Regions from separate parts of the Mus musculus genome. Here region 2 is linked to region 1. Evidence: chromatin contacts called from public HiChIP or PLAC-seq data. All regions are on one chromosome and are shown on one strand. Each heading gives the region's core, a stretch centred on a gene start, on an enhancer-like site or on the middle of the called end of the contact. The rest is flanking DNA. Distances are from core to core; before and after follow the strand shown.

Evidence for each region. HiChIP or PLAC-seq counts read pairs in DNA pulled down with a chosen protein or histone mark.
Region 2: a contact with region 1 is called in an H3K27ac HiChIP or PLAC-seq map of thymic regulatory T cells, with 5 times the contacts expected there. The contact joins the promoter of Tnfaip8l1 here to the promoter of Vav1 in region 1. A contact is called at or near these places in 1 of 39 promoter capture datasets (liver) and 1 of 115 datasets of contacts at active chromatin or transcription factors (thymic regulatory T cells).

Annotation. Positions count from the first base shown.
Region 1 is chr17:57,276,492-57,284,266 of GRCm38.p6, forward strand. It overlaps Vav1 (vav 1 oncogene), which reads left to right and starts at 2,609. Exons shown (of 27, transcript NM_011691.4): 1 at 2,609-2,910. The coding sequence starts at 2,707.
Region 2 is chr17:56,158,963-56,166,737 of GRCm38.p6, forward strand. It overlaps Tnfaip8l1 (tumor necrosis factor, alpha-induced protein 8-like 1), which reads left to right and starts at 3,529. Exons shown (of 2, transcript NM_025566.3): 1 at 3,529-3,644.

The DNA.
Region 1 (7,775 bases), core at 1,359-3,858:
ATCACGAAGTTCAAGGTCAGTCTGAGCTCTACATGAGACTTTAGTAAAGTATTCTATATAATAGAGGCAGCCCTCATTAAACTCCTACGGTAAACCAAGACAATTCGGCTTGCCTTCTCTTGTCTCAACGGCTCAGTTTTCAGTTACATCCTCCTAGGAATGAGACGTGTACCATTCACCCCCATTTTCTCTATGGAGAGATCGAAGCACGAGACGAGAGGAACTAAGCCATTCGTGCAAATGTACCTCAGCTTGGAAGTGGTGGAGATGGAATTCGAATCTAGAAACCTAGTGGGCGCTCTCCAGCTGCCTCTCGTTTTTGTTTTGTTTTCACTGCCTGGCCTTCCTACCCTAACTGCGTGCAAAGAAAACAAATTGTTACCCGGTTTAGAGAAGAGGGAGAGGACGCGTAGGAAGTCACAGACGCCAAAAATAGGGGATAGAAATTGTCCTCGCCTGTAAGGTTGCAAAACGGGAGGGTTTTCAGGTTGTGCCCACCCCTACCCATATCCTCAGTGCGTAAATGAGACTCAAGCTGGTCCAGTGAAGCCGTTTAGCGCCGCCTAGAGGCCATAAGGATAAAAGGTGGGGTGCTAAGGAAGCGGCTTGGAATCTGGTGGGTTAGTCAGGGAGAGGCTTGCTTGCCAAGGTAATTTTAGTTCCTGAGAAGCTATGGTCAGGAAAGCAGTACATATTTGTTAGACAAATCAACTAATAAATGACAGGGAAGGGCACTGGTGACCTTGACTCGGACGAGAACTCACAGCAGGGAAGGTGGGCTTATAGTATGATAATTAAGGGTGGAGGAGGGCTGTGGCTTAAAATTTAGGAAGACTTAAGGGAAAAAAAATGACATTTGGGGGCTGGGGAGATGGTTCAGTCAAATGCTTGCTACTCAAATGAGAGGACAAGAGTTCAAATCCCTAGGGCACAATTAAAGCAGGAGGAGGTAGTCTGTGCTCTTTAATCTCAGTGCTCCTAAGACGAGATGGGGGCAGAGACAATTCTGGAAGTTCAGCTAGCCAGGAGCAGTTAGCCCAGGAGTAAGAGAGACTCTATGTTAAGTATGTGGAAGAGAGGGTCTACACTGAGGCTGTCCTGCCACCTCAACACACACGCCATAGTGTTCTCTCTCTCTCTCTCTCTCTCTCTCTCTCTCTCTCTCTCTCTCTCTCTTTCTCACACACACACATACAAGTTTTAAAGAAAAAAGGAAAAGTGGGTGGTGAGGGTGAGAGGGCTCTGTGGGCAAAGGTGATTGCTACCAAGCCTAATGATCTGAGCTCAATCGTTGGGGCTTGCATGGTGGAAAGAGGACCTACTCCCTTGGGCTGGTGAGATGGCTCAGTGGGTTAGAGCACCTGACTGCTCTTCCGAAGGTCCAGAGTTCAAATCCCAGCAACCACATGGTGGCTCACAACCATCCGTAACAAGATCTGACCCCCTCTTCTGAAGTGTCTGAAGACAGCTACAATGTACTTACATATAATAAATAAATAAATAAATAAATCTTTAAAAAAAAAAAAAAGAGGACCTACTCCCCCATGTTAACCTTTGACCTCCACACATGTACTGTGCCCCACATGTACCTTCACACATACACACATACATATGTATATATATACACACACACACATATATATATGTAATAAAAGTGAAATGGCTTTCAAAGTAGAATATATTTTCTAATGTTTATTATAGTTCTATTTGTTGGCAGTTTCCTACATGTTAACAACCTATCTTCGTCCTACCCACCCTCAACTCCCCTCTGACTCCGAATGAGAGTGGACTCTCTTTACCTTATCCCCACTTTCTTGCTCTTTTGTAACCCTTTGCATCCATTACTGCTGCCTGTGGGCATGTTGGCTCCCTCCTGGCTTTGTCTTGTGCTGCCACCATAACTGCACGGAGTTCATGAGCGTAGTGGCCATGGGTATGCCCTGGAGATAGCATTTCACATCCCCCGCCCCCGACTCTTACCGACTTTCTGTTCCTTCTCCCTTGAGCCTCGGGCTGGTGGTGGTATAGATGTCCCATCTATGGCTGAGCACTCAGTAATCAAAAAGTAACATGTAAGAAGTGATGGAGTGAATTAGTGTCTTCTGTCAGGTGGTGGGCACAAGTGCAAAGGCCCTGGGGCAGGATGGAGGTCAGGGAGTGAAGAACAGAGAGAGGAGAAGAGGCTGGCAGGGGTTGGGGCAGGGTGAACAGGGCCTTGTGGGGTGCAGGAAAGACATGAGTTTTGGCCCCAAAGCAAGGTTGAACCAGGAGGGTTATGGGTGGTGGAAGAATGGTTGAGACTTGACTCAGTGTTCAGTGGTCCCTTTTGGCTGCTGCAGGGGCAAAAGGCTGTGAGAGATCAGGGCCGTAGACTGGGGACCAGGAGGAGACAGGAGGTGACAGCCTAGGTGCCTACGGCTGGATGAGATAGTGGCACCTTAGTTCAGCAGGTGCCCAGGTCTGCTCAGTGTAGGTGGAGAAAGACGAGGTCACACCAGTGAGTGGAAGCTGTGAGGGCGTAACTGCAGATGCTGCTCCCCCTCCGCCCCACAGCTCCTCCCCACCCCCACCCCGGGGCGACAGTTACAGTCACAGAAGAGGAAGTGGTGTTGTAGTTGTCCCCACTGGGGCAGGCGGCGGCGGTGGTGAAGGAACGAGGGTGCACGGGGCCTCCCCGAGGGGCCAAGTGAGAGGCCGGCAGCCACCATGGAGCTCTGGCGACAGTGCACCCACTGGCTGATCCAGTGTCGGGTGCTGCCTCCCAGCCACCGTGTGACCTGGGAGGGGGCCCAGGTGTGTGAGCTGGCACAGGCACTGCGGGACGGTGTCCTCTTGTGCCAATTGCTTAACAACCTGCTTCCCCAGGCCATTAATCTTCGCGAGGTTAACTTGCGGCCCCAGATGTCCCAGGTGAGTCTGCTGGGTGATGCTAGGGCCCGACTGGATAAAGGCTGGTAGGCCCGGCTCTGGCTATGGAGAGGTGTCGAGCAGAACGGAGCTCTGGGTGGGTTTGTACACTCTTGGTTGGCTTGCAGCTGTCCCAGCAAATTTAGGGGGAAATCTCCCTATCCCGCCCCGCCCCCAGCTGACTCTGTTGAGATCCATTTAAAGGGGTCCTAAGAGGTATCTTGTTGCCTCGTAGTTAGCCAAGAGGGTGCATGAGGTTGGAGAACCAGATTCAAGAGAGAGAGGCCTTCAGTTTCTCCCCCACCGGTGGCTCCTCCTCTTCCACCTCTTCTGCCCCCCTCCTCCTCACATCTTCCTTCACCTCCATTTCCTGCCAGGGCTTTGTGCTGTGTGGCGTGGAGTGTTGGGGGCTGCAATGCGAGACCCTGTGGCATCCCAACTCTACCTATTTCGGGAAGGGCCCATTGAAGTGCAGGGCCCAGGCCTAGGGTCCTAACAAGGCCCTGGGTGTCCCTGAGTTTGACATCTGTGCACTCTCCGTGTTTCAAGTGGAGGCATGGTCAGACTATGCCCCGGTGAGCCTAGAAAATGTATTCAAATCCTTATTTGAATGTGGCTGGGGTGGTGGTGAAAGGTGACTGGTGGCTTTGTACTCTTTTCTCTGCTTCCCCAGGGATGCTGGGTTTCGGGGGGAGGGCTGATAGCCCTAGAAATGAAAGGTATAGGTTCAAGTCAAAGGGATCCACAGCCTTACCGTGGGGTGTGAGGGACATGAGTTGTATCTAAGGGAACATGGCCTTGCCATGGGGTCTGAAGGACACATCCTTGGTGTAGGGGGCATCTGTCTGTCTGTCTGTCCTCTTGCTCTCAGTCTGCCAGTCCTGTACAGCCTGTTTTTCCAAGTCCCAGGAGGCTGTCCCTAGAAATGATGAGCAACGGGGTCAGAGCCTAGTTTCTTCCCTTCATGCGAGGGGTCCCATGGAGTTGAAGACGGGAGTTACTTTAAGAATGGCCTGCTGCAGTCTCCAGGGTATTTCTGGGGTTGTCAGTGAGCCAGCAGTCTCTGAAGCTGTTGTGAGTCCTCTGAAGGAAGTAGGGAACAGAGCACCCACTGTCCCCCATGGACCGTCCCTCTGGCTGGCTAGGGGTCAGCAGAGATTTGCCTACATTTGCTTGAACTTCAGTAGCTTTCAGGGCTTGAGGAAGTAGCTATGGGACTCTTGGGCCCCAGCTCTGGCGGGACTCAGGGTGCCCAATGATGTGGCAATCACAGCTGTTGGGAAAACGGTTAGAGTCAAGGATGGCCTTCCACCCCCCTGTGTATTGTAACTAAGGTTGACTTTTCTGAAGGACAGGTGTTCATGGTGTTAATCCCCAGAGGACTAGCTGTGTCCCAACAGCAGCCTTAGTGTGTGTCAAGCAATGTTGGGAACTTGGCTCTGGCCCCCAAAGAGTTCTTAAACTCAGTGAGACAGAAGAAGATGCATCACAGGCTCTTGTTCTCTAGGGATGTAAGGACATTCACTGCTTGAGAGAATTAGGTCTTATGTACGAAGGGGTATTTAAGCTGGGTTCTGAAGAATCAATAGGAGTTTTCTCATTGCTCTGGCTCTCTATGTCCAGCTGTATGAAGCCTCAGGCTGGGCCAGTGTTCATCCTCATTTTCCCCCATCTATCTTCTTGGTAACTTCTGGCCTCTGGTCTCTCTGACTTTCTTGGAAATCCTACATCTGGTGGAGATGTAGGTGAGAATCAGCAGGCTATTTACAATATGCCAGAGGAGGTACCCCAAGGGAAGGCAGAAAGAAAAAGGAAAGGAGCCACTGACTGGGAAACAGGAGAGATAAAGTCGTAGAGGTCGGAATGAAAGAATAGTTCCTTCGTTTCCCTATCTCTCTCCTTTGTCCAGCAAATAGGGAAGAAATAATTTATATACTACCAACTCGCCCATCTACCAACCCATCCATCTATCCATCCATCCGTCCATCCGTCCGTCTGTCCGTCCATCCACCCATCCATCTGTCCATCTGTCTATCTGTCCACCTGTATGTCTACCCACCCACCCACTCATTCATTTGTCCATTCATCCATCTGCCCACCAGTCTATCTGTCCATCCTCCATCCATCCACCCATCCATCTATCTATTCAGCCAGCCAGCCAGCCAGCCAGCCAGTTATCAGGTCCAAAAGAAACTTGGGACAAATGGCTCACTGTAGTGCCTATTAGCATACCAATCCATATGCTGGTGCCCAGATTTACTCAGTGCCTGTGGCTAGTCTGTTCTTCTCACCCCATTCCCTTTTCTAGACATCACCAGCTTCTGGGTTAGCCTTCCCCAGTTTCTTCTTCCTATACAACCCTGCCATTTTGACTGTGTGCCCTCTGCACTCTTGGCCCTCTCTCCTCTCTTGCTCTCCCCCCTCCCACTGTGGCCTGGTCCATTCTGCTGGCCATACTCAGTCTGCTATTTTCTCTCATGATATGTACTCTCATAGATGCTTCTGGCTGTATTCTTCCTCATACCAACAATAAAATCTCCCCATCAATCATATCTCAGAATGGTCCTGTACTCACTTTATACATCTGGTGCAAAAAAAAAAAAAAACCAAAACAAAAAAAAACCAAAAAACCAAAAACCAAAAAACCAAAAACAACACACACACACACACACACACACACACACACACACTTTATGCCATCCATCCATCCATCCATCCATCCATCCATCCATCCATCCATGTATCCATCCATCCACCCACCTACCCACCCACCCATTTATACATCTACCTATTTCTCCACCCACCTATTCACCAGCTACACTTAAGGATGAGCTTTTACCCTTGTGTGTCATAGTCAAGGCTGACCTATCCATCCATCTGTCCATCCATCCATCCATCCACCTGTATACCTGTCTATCCACTCATCCATCCACTTACTCACGCACCGATCTATTCATTCACCTGTTCTCCTATTCATTTATTCTTTTACCCCGCCTACCCATCCATCAAACAGTGACTATTCAGGACAAGCCCTGCCCTTGGTTTTGGGAACTGTGGGAGTGGGATACAGATGCTCGTGTCTTATCACATGATATTCTAAAGGAGGGAAATGTACCAACGAGACAATGAGGACAGGTGTACATTTCTAGGAGGTGGCTCATACTTTGAAGAAAGCTATACTTAGAAAGAGTGCTTTGTGGCATTTTTGAGTAAGGAGTCTAGGAAATCTCACTAGACTAGAGCAGAAACCTGGGCTTGGTAAAGGCTTACCCTTGTGTGGGTAGTGACGTGTGTGTGTGTGTGTGTGTGTGTGTGTTGGTGCTGCCTGTGCAAAGGTCCTGAGGTAGGTAGTGGCAGGCAGGTATCCATGTGCTCAGGGCAGTGGCTTTCTAGCTGGTTGCACTGGTGTTGGAGATCTGAGTAGAACATCTTCAGACTGGCCAGTGCCCATGAGGTCTAAGACCCACAGAAAGGCTGATGACATCATGGTTAGAAACAGAGGCTTCAGACATCACAAACGTGTGCTTGCCGCCTCTGTGGGACTGTGCAGTCCTCTGTGTGGAACTCTGAGGCTCAGGGTCTGAGGAGAAAGCGATGAATTTTTTGGAAAGGTTTGGCAGGATGCGAGGCTCATAGGATGAGAGGCAGGAATTGGTGTATAACACATTGACAAGCCTCCAGCTGTAGGAAACCATGCAGGTGGGTACGAGGGTGTGCACCTGGTGTTATGGGTATAGCCCTTGGTTGGTGTGTCTGAACTGAGAGTAGAAGCTAACATAGCGATTGACTTAGGTTTAGTGACTCGGATAATAGCATTTGCTGTGCGACCATAAAGACCTGCACACATATTAAAAGGCCAGGCATGACTGTGGGCTCCTCCTTGCAAACCCGGTGCTGTGGGCTTGCTGGTTGCCAGCCAAACTCCAGGTTCAGTTAGAGACCCTGTCTCAACCAGACAGAGACTGATAGAGCAGGACACCCGACGTCCACATCTGCCCTCTGCATGCACATGAAAGAACAAAATGGAGACAGCAGTGTGGAAGCACAAGTACACAGCACAGTATGGACAGAACACAGTGCTATCCCTGGGCATCAGATAGTGTTTGGATGTCTGAGAACACAACAGGACCTTCCACATAGTTAGGTGTTTGGTTAAATGATCCATCTGTGGGACTGAAATAGAAAGATTTGTGGAAATGGAACCCCCAACACTGTTCCTTAGCTAGGGTCTCTTGCCAGGAGGATATGCTCCTTCTGAATTTTTCTGTCATTTATTGAGTCTCCCTGAGAGTGTGCATGCAAACAGCAACTAGGAATTCAGGCAGCTATGGGCGGGAGAGTGACCCCAGAATAGCCAAGCTAGAAGGTCTGCACCCGTCATAGATGATGGCTTTGGTATGGCTGTGCAGATGGAGCCCTTGCCTTTCCATGCTGTGTACTGTAGCACCTCCCCAGACCCTGAGGCCACATGCAGTTAGGGCAGAGTTGTGCACAGTGGCTCGGGGAGAGTGGCTGGATGCTCAGGTCAGGGTCTGATGACCCTTTCTGACCTTCCTCCTCTGAGGGAATAGGAACAGTCTACAGGCCCAGCTGCAGTGATCTTTTGTAAGGAGCAGAGCTGAGCTCATGAAGATGGCGTCAGTTTGGTTCAGATGACGATCCTGTATGACACTTTACTTACTGAGTGCTAGGATGACACAATTGTGCCACCTGGTGTACATGTTGCTGGGGACGGAACCTGGGACCTTGTGTGTGCTAGGTGAGTGCCCTGCCCACTAAGACCCAGAAGTGGCATGTAGTCTTAACACTAGGTACAGCTGAGTGAGGGGGAGGCACATTGCTCCTCTGAGGGGGACTTTGGCGGTGCC
Region 2 (7,775 bases), core at 2,279-4,778, 1.1 Mb before region 1:
AGCTGACAACTTTGCCTACATCCTTTAAGTTTTGCTTTATCTTAATTTTTGAGATAGGATTGGATTTCACGTAGCCCAGGCTAGCCTCCACTTCATTGTATACTGGAGACATTGAACTCTTGATCCTCCTGCCTACACCTCCCCAGAGCCTGATGACAGATATTTGTTGCCTAGGGATGGGCCCCCATGCCTGACCATGGCGGTGGGGCACTCCACCCACTGAGCCCACCCCAACGGTGTTCCTAAGGTCGCAGGACTCTTGGCCCTTGATCTTGCCCAGTCCAAGGTGGTGGTGAATCATCATCCTCAGAGACAGAAACCTGGACCGCATTCCCAGCCATGCACATCCACTGTGGCTTTCGGCTTTCATTTTATCCTCCCACGTAGCCTGGGGACTGGCGACTGATGGTGGCTTCTGCTGGCTGGTGGTGCAGCAAGCTGGGCAGACAGCCTCAGCCCCAGACCCCACACCCAGCCTCTGACCCTAAGGAGGGAACAGAACCCTCATATACATTCCTGGGGATTCCCCGGCCGGGCCCACATTGCGGGGGTGGGGGTGGGCAGGGAGTTGTCCAGCAATGCTCTCCCTCTCTGCTTCCTCCCCTTGAAGTCTCTCCCCCAGTGCCTGGGGACAGATTGATCGTGGTGTGTGGGTGTCACTCACAGAGCCACACAGGCTGATAGAGAGAAGGAGCTCTGAGAACCAGGGCCTGCACCCCAATGTGGTGTCCCAACGTGGGGGGACCCTGGCAGCCCTACCTCACAAGGGTCCCAACCTTGTCCACACTTTGTGGTATCACCATTCAGACCCTATGAGAGGCCCAGGGAAAGGGGTTGCTTGATCGGGGTCATACATCAGAGAGAGGTGCAATGCAGACTGTCAGGGTGCTGGAGAGCTGGTGGTGGTGAGTCTGGAGTGACATGGACCTGTGATCCCTCACGTCTGGAGCCAGGATCGAGGGCTTATTCTCTGGGAGGCGTGCAGAGCGCGCCTCCTGCTGGGCACGGCCGGAATCTGCAATGCTAACCAGATCCCAGGAAAGACCTCTCAGGACACTGAGATTTCCTGAGGTGCAACTCTCAGCCCTTGTGAAGCTCCTTTCTGAGTTGTCTTCGTTAGGGTCTCCATTGCTGAGAAGAGACACCATGACCAAGGCAACTTTTCATAAAGGACAATATTTAATTGGGGCTGGCTTACTCAGACTGAACTCAGAGGTTCAGTCCATTATCATCAAGGTGGGAAGCATGGCAGCATCCAGGCAGGCATGGTGTAGGCAGAGCTGAGAGTTCTACATCTTGATCCAAGGGCAGACTGGAGAAGACTGGCTCCCATGTGGCTAGGAGGAGGGTTTCAAAGCCCACTCCCAAAGGGACACACTTCCTACAACAAGACCAAACTTCCTAATAGTGCCACTCCTGGGCCAAGCATATATAAACCATCACATGAGCTAATCTTTTAATCTCTGTTTTCTCATTCTAAGACGATCCCTCCTAACCCCCTAACCTTTATTGATCTCTGCGGTCTGAAGCTTTGTTCCCATCCAACACTAGCTCTGTCCTCTCCCCAGCCCCAGGTACCCACCACCCTATTTCCTGTTTCTGTGGCTCTGATCAATGCAGAGAACTCCTGGGAGTGGGACTGTACGGGATGCATCTGTGTGTGGCTCACATCACCAGATATCATGGGGACCTGGTGTCTGAATGGCCTCTCTCTTCCAGGCAGAGTAATATTCCCCCCTCTCTAGGCAGCATGCCTCATCTCCTCTCTCCAGTGATGGACACGTAGCCTGCTTCCATCGTTTGGCTACGGTGAATAATTCAATTAAAATTGCCATAAACTCATGTCAGAATCTATCTTTCTACTCGAGTGTACCTAGGTGGGGAATGCCCTGGGGTCATGGAGGTTTTCCGGAAATTTCCAATTGTTTTCTATATGGTCCGGTGTGTGTCCCCTCATCCTTACAGACAATTTGTAAGTTGTTTATTATTATTATTATTTACTACTGCTTCTAAGCTGGGTAGGGGCTTAGGGCTTCCTGCATGCTAGGAAATAATTCTACCTCCGCCCATGCCCCCTTGCCCACTTGATCTAGAGGATCAAGCGCACCAGAGCACCTCTGCTAGACTCTGTGAGGACCTGGTGAGGGAGACACTGGCAGAGCCAGGGAAGACAGTCCACATCCTCACAAGAGCCCACTCAAGGCTTCACTGGGGAATTCTAGGCAGAGGCTCCACCCTGTCCACGACCCAGCCTCTCACCACGGGACTCTAGGCAAGTGGGAGGGGTAGGCTCTAGCCCTGAACCCACACAGCTGGGTTTGATCCCCACTTTATCACACCTATGATATCTGTGGGTTCCTCAGACTCTAAGTGCTCAAAAATCAGAAGCCCCCAAACCTGCTTCAGTGACACCTGCTTCCCCCCACACACCTCAAAAACACACTAATTGCCCTGGCTCATACTGGGGTATGAAAAACCTAGAGCTGTGGTCTCTGTCTTTGATACTGAGCTCTGTCTAGGGTCCTGTGTGGCTGTCACAAGGGTGAGCTCCTGGTACAGAGCAGATAGAGGCCATGTTCAGCACCCGGCAGAGCTGGGATGGCTACTGAACTTGTAAGTTCCTGGCCCAGAGCACAGACAATCTGAAATCAGGAAAGCCACTTGGGTCTGTGCTGCTCTAGGCAAGTCACTTAAGGTTTCTCTGGGTCTCAATTTCTATCTCTCAAAAGCCTGGATTTAGTTTTGTGTGTTAAGGCTCATGCAAGGAAGGTTAGAATGCAGTCAGCAAACACCTGAGGGGGCTTTCTGAAGAGGGAAGATGGCAGATGAGGCTTTTCCAAGTGTCCTTGCTGTGACAGGGCCATCCAGGCACAGGAAGTGCAGACCCGTGGTTGAGTTGGGGTGGAGTTTGGAGTAAGGTGGGGGTGTTGGGGATGGGTTGGGGGTGGTGGGAGTGTGGGAATCACTCCCAGACTGATTTTCCAGGTCTCACAGCTGCCCCCTGGGAGGTAGCTGGCCCTGTCTGGCCTCTGTCAGGGAGGTCATCACAGTGCCTCCCCCCTTACTCCAGAGACACCAACTGAAAGAGAGTCTCCGCAGTACTCAGGAACCCCAAAATTGTTGCAAGGCAAATGTTGGGGTGCATTTGTCATGGGAGTCCCAGGTGACACTCTAACTACCTAGTGGGTAAACTGAGACCCGCTCAGAGGGATGCAGGTGTCTCGCGGAGGCGCCTCTCTTCGCTTTGGCCTCTCAGATCTCTGTCGCGCGGTGCACGTATACCCCATTTTTCTCTGTCTCAGTCTCCTTCCTCTTCCTTCCAACACTTTCCCGCCACGGCATCCCTTGCGCTGGGCACCCAGCGCCGGCGCTATTCCGGAGGAATCTCCCGGCCGCAGACCACGCCCTCGCCCACGCCCGCGTCATGCCTCCCACCTCCTGGCAGAGGCTTGCTGCCATTGGCTCCTTCGTACACTGCCTGTGCGCTACCATTTGCTGAGCCAGTGAGCGTTTAGAGGGGGCGAGCCCTTTCTCGGGGGCGTGGCCTCCTAGCCAGCGGCCGGGCTCAGATCCAGCGGCCAATGCCTCTGGCCCCACAGAGGCACCTACAGAAAACTGAAGGCTTGACACATCCCGAGGAGCAGGTGAGCGATGGGGTCCTGCATTGGCTATCCTGGGTTCTTTCCGTCCCCTCCTATCCCCACACCGTCCTCTGTATATCCCGCCTCAGTTTCCTCTGTATACCTATTACTGACTGTGGGAGCATGGGTGTTGTGAGCAGGTTGCTGTGGGCTACTGTAATAGTCCTAACACATGTCCTCAAGAGGACACTTGATGGACTTGGCTCTGTACAAGTGTGCAGCCTGACTCCAGAATGGTCTAGGTATTCTCTGAGGTAGCCAGCTGGACCCCACTGTGGCTCTGGCTGGTGCAGGGTTACCCTGACTGGGACTGGCACTTCAAGCTTCCCATTGCCCGAGGGCTTGAACTCAGTTTTACCATCTGGGAACTGGGACAGTGGCTGTCACATAATTGGCAGGTGACCTGATCCAGGTCTGCAGCCTCCTGGCTCTTTCAGTGTTGGTTTGGAGGATAAACTGGGGTCCAGAATATGGGCTGCGGATGGCCAGAGAGATGGAGACACTGTCTCCAGAACCATATTCTGGTTTGTCACCTTTGTGAGCAGCGGGGCTGGAGAGGGACAGGGTGGAACACTAAACTGGAAACAGGCCTCTGGGTCACTTCCCGAGCTCCAGGCTGTGACGCCTCTGAACACCTTGCCTTGGGGTTAGGACACAGCTCAGACAAACCTGACTCACTTGAACAAGTAACTTAATTATAAGCCTCAGTTTCCCTGTCTGACTTGGGACAGTTGTTTCGTGACTCCCTGAGGCTTCTTGGGGGTGCTTAAACAGACAAAAGAGAGGCTGAGCCAGGGTGGGCTACACACCGAGGCTGTCTCTAAAACAAAAGGGACCCTAGGGTGTAGCCCAGTGCGTAGAGTGCTCACCTAGTAAGCAAGAGGCCTTGGGTTCCGGCCCAAACACAACATATACCAGGACATTTACCCATTTACCCAGTGCTTAGAATAGAGGCAGGTGGATGCCTGTAAGTTTGAGGCCAGGTCTACAAAGTGAGTTCCAGGCTAGCCATAACTATGTATAGAGATCCTGTAACAAACAACAGCCAACAGAGAAAGAGAGAGAGAGAGAGAGAGAGAGAGAGAGAGAGAGAGAGAGAGAGAGAGAGAGAACAGGAATGTAGGCTTTGAGTGCCAAACTTCCTGTTTTTCTGTCCTGGGACCTCAAAGTGGCCGCCTCTTCTCCACATGGAATGTCCTTGCACTTGAGACCTTTGTGCGTGCTGAGCCCTCTACAACCCTGGCAGATCAACACAGGCAGCGACAACTTTAAAACATAATAAGTTCATGATCTGGGCCGCACCTAGGATGTGGGTGACTGGGAGGGATGAGGGCGGGGCCATGGGGACTGTACAATGTAACAGAACAAAGAGAGTCATCACAGAACACCTGCCCTGGGCCTTCCCACACATGGTGAGCCAGACTTGGGCCAGGGCTGCTAGTTCCGTAATGGGTGAGTGGTGGATCCTGAGGGTATGAAGAGACATAGAGACTTGTCCCTCAGTTTACTCTCTCAGCCCTAGGCAAGCTAGGACTCACCTCACAAAAATCTGATTCCGTATGAGGGGACTCAGCATACAGGCCAAATAATCATGGCCACAGGAAGGCGTGCCACCCACTGACTCAGGTGCCATCCAGGGCTTAGTGGAGGCTTAAAGAGAGTGAGACTTGATCCGGGGGCCCAGTGAGCTCACTCCTCCAAGAACCCCAGTGTCTCCCCTGCATGGTTTTTCTGAGCCCCAACCCTGTGTTTCCCCATGTGGAAACCAGCGGAGGTAACCACTCCAGAGGGTGCTGTGCAGGTGGGGTCTTCTGTAGTCCTGACCAAAGAAAGAACCGTGGTAGGGTTGACCGTGTGCATAGCTCTGGAAGATTCCCAGACTAGATCATTAGGCTCCCAAATTTTAGGGTGGACCCCAGGGAAAGGTTGTAATGCAATGAGCTTCCAGGTAAGGGCTGGATTCAAGTCCCAGTTCTAGCCTGGTGTTATTCTGTGCATATCTGTCAGCTCCCAGGCCCCTGACTCAGTTTCTCCTTTTGTCATAACCATGAGAAGTTACTTAGTCATTTGATAAACTGTCCCTGAACACTGAGATAACTGAAGTGTGGTAGCTAATGTCGCCAGCACACAGCAGTGACTGAAGCTGGCCCAGTGCCCACCATCCTCCTGCCTCACAGTTGGTAATGCTGGACTCTGTCCTGAACTATAATAGTAACTGTAAGAAGAGGAAGGAACCGGGGAACTGAGTGTTCGTGGAGAGATCTGAGAGTTCCAGGGTAAAACAGCCACATAGCAACCTGAGGAAGACTATTGTAAGTGCCGGGCTCAGCATGTGTAAAGGTCCTGGGGCAGGACTGAGCCTGGTGTTCAAGAGGTGAATGGAGGAGGCACTGTGGCTGCAGCAGAGGGAGATGGGACCATGGAGGGATGAGGGCAGAGAGGGGAGCGAACTCAGTGCTCACAGGGGCTTCTGGCATTTCAGGAATCCTGGATAGGGTGAGAGGAACCAGGATGGAGGCTTCAGACCGTTGGAAATGGAAGAAGCCAATACATCCTGGGGCTGAATGTGCACACTGATAACCTTCATATTTCCCTTTTGTTAAAACCATGAGTGGATGTTGGGCGTGGTGGGACACACCTAAGAGGCTGGGCCAGGAGGATCATGGTAAATCCAAAGGTAGCCTGGGCTACAGCATAAGACCCTATCGTAAACCTCATTCCTAAAGAAACAGTGTGGAAGCTGAATCAAAGATCCATATGCTCTCTTTGGCTTTGTAACAGTCTCTTTGAAATATTTATTTATTCCTTTTTTGTGAATATAATGCTTAGAGGACAACCAGCTGGGGTCCTCGCTCCTTCCTGGTCAGACTTGACAGCAAGTGCCTTTATCTGCTGAGCGATATTGTAGGCCCTCTCAACACTCACTGCTTCGGTACATGGCCACTTTGCCTCACAGGCCCGCCACCTCCCATTCTCCTGGCAGCATCCTTGAGGGGAACCTGTTCGGGAACCCCCCAGTGTCTTTCTTGATTTCCCAGAAGGCTGGTGCAGATGGGCCGCGCTGCTCAGGGTGCTCTGTGGAGGTGGAGCCCCCAGCGGCCCCTGGGACAATCAACCGGGGTGGAGAGGGAGCATGGCCGGCTTGGTGACATCAATTATGGATGTGAATGCACTTCACGGGTGACATAAAGAATTCATGAGGCCAGGGGCTGCCCAGGGGTGGGAGGCGGCACGAGCCTCACAAGCTGCTGCTGGCTTTCGGGAATCTTGCCATCTGGTTGTTAAACCCAGATTAAAAGTCAAGGACTGAGTGCTTCCAGCTAAGTAAATCGTGTTGTGTTTATTATTTATTACATTTATTTACTGTGTGTATGAGAGCCAAGGCGCGTGTGTGGAGGTCAGAGGACAACTTGTGGGAATCATTGCTCTCTCCCATCGTGTGGGTCTCAGGGACAGGACTCAGGTTATTGGGTTTGGCAGCACGCACATTTACCCAATGCCATGGCAACAGAATGTAAATCATACAATAAATAAGAAGCTGGCATTGTGGTGGCACACACATGAAAGAAAGGAGTGGCCACTGGCATAGAGATCACCCAGTGATCTAGCTGGTTTTTGCTGTGGTCTGTGCCCGAGTTTATCCTCTCTTTCTTGAGTGTGTTGGAAATGACCTTCCCTGGGCTGGAAAGATGGCTCAGTGGTTAAGAGCACTGACTGCTCTTCCAGAGGTCCTGAGTTCAATTCCCAGCAACCACATGGTGGCTCACAACAATCCGTAATGAGATCTAATGCCCTCTTCTGGTGTGTCTGAAAATAGCAACAGTGTACTCATAGAAATAAAGTAAATCTTAAAAAAAAGAAAAGGAAAGGAAAGGAAAGGAAAGGAAAGGAAAGGAAAGGAAAGGAAAGGAAAGGAAAGGAAAGGAAAGGAAAGGAAAGGAAAGAAGAGAAAAGGAAGTGGCCTTCCCAGGTTGAGAGTTCTCTTGTCACCTTTGTGGATGAAGGTGGCTGTGTTTGCCACGTGAACCCAACCAAGATCCTCAGTCTGGACTTCATTACTGTGTGGCTGACTAGCCTGTGGAGATGGGGCCTGGCCGACTGACGGGTCACAGGAAATATTTTCAGCTGTGGAAA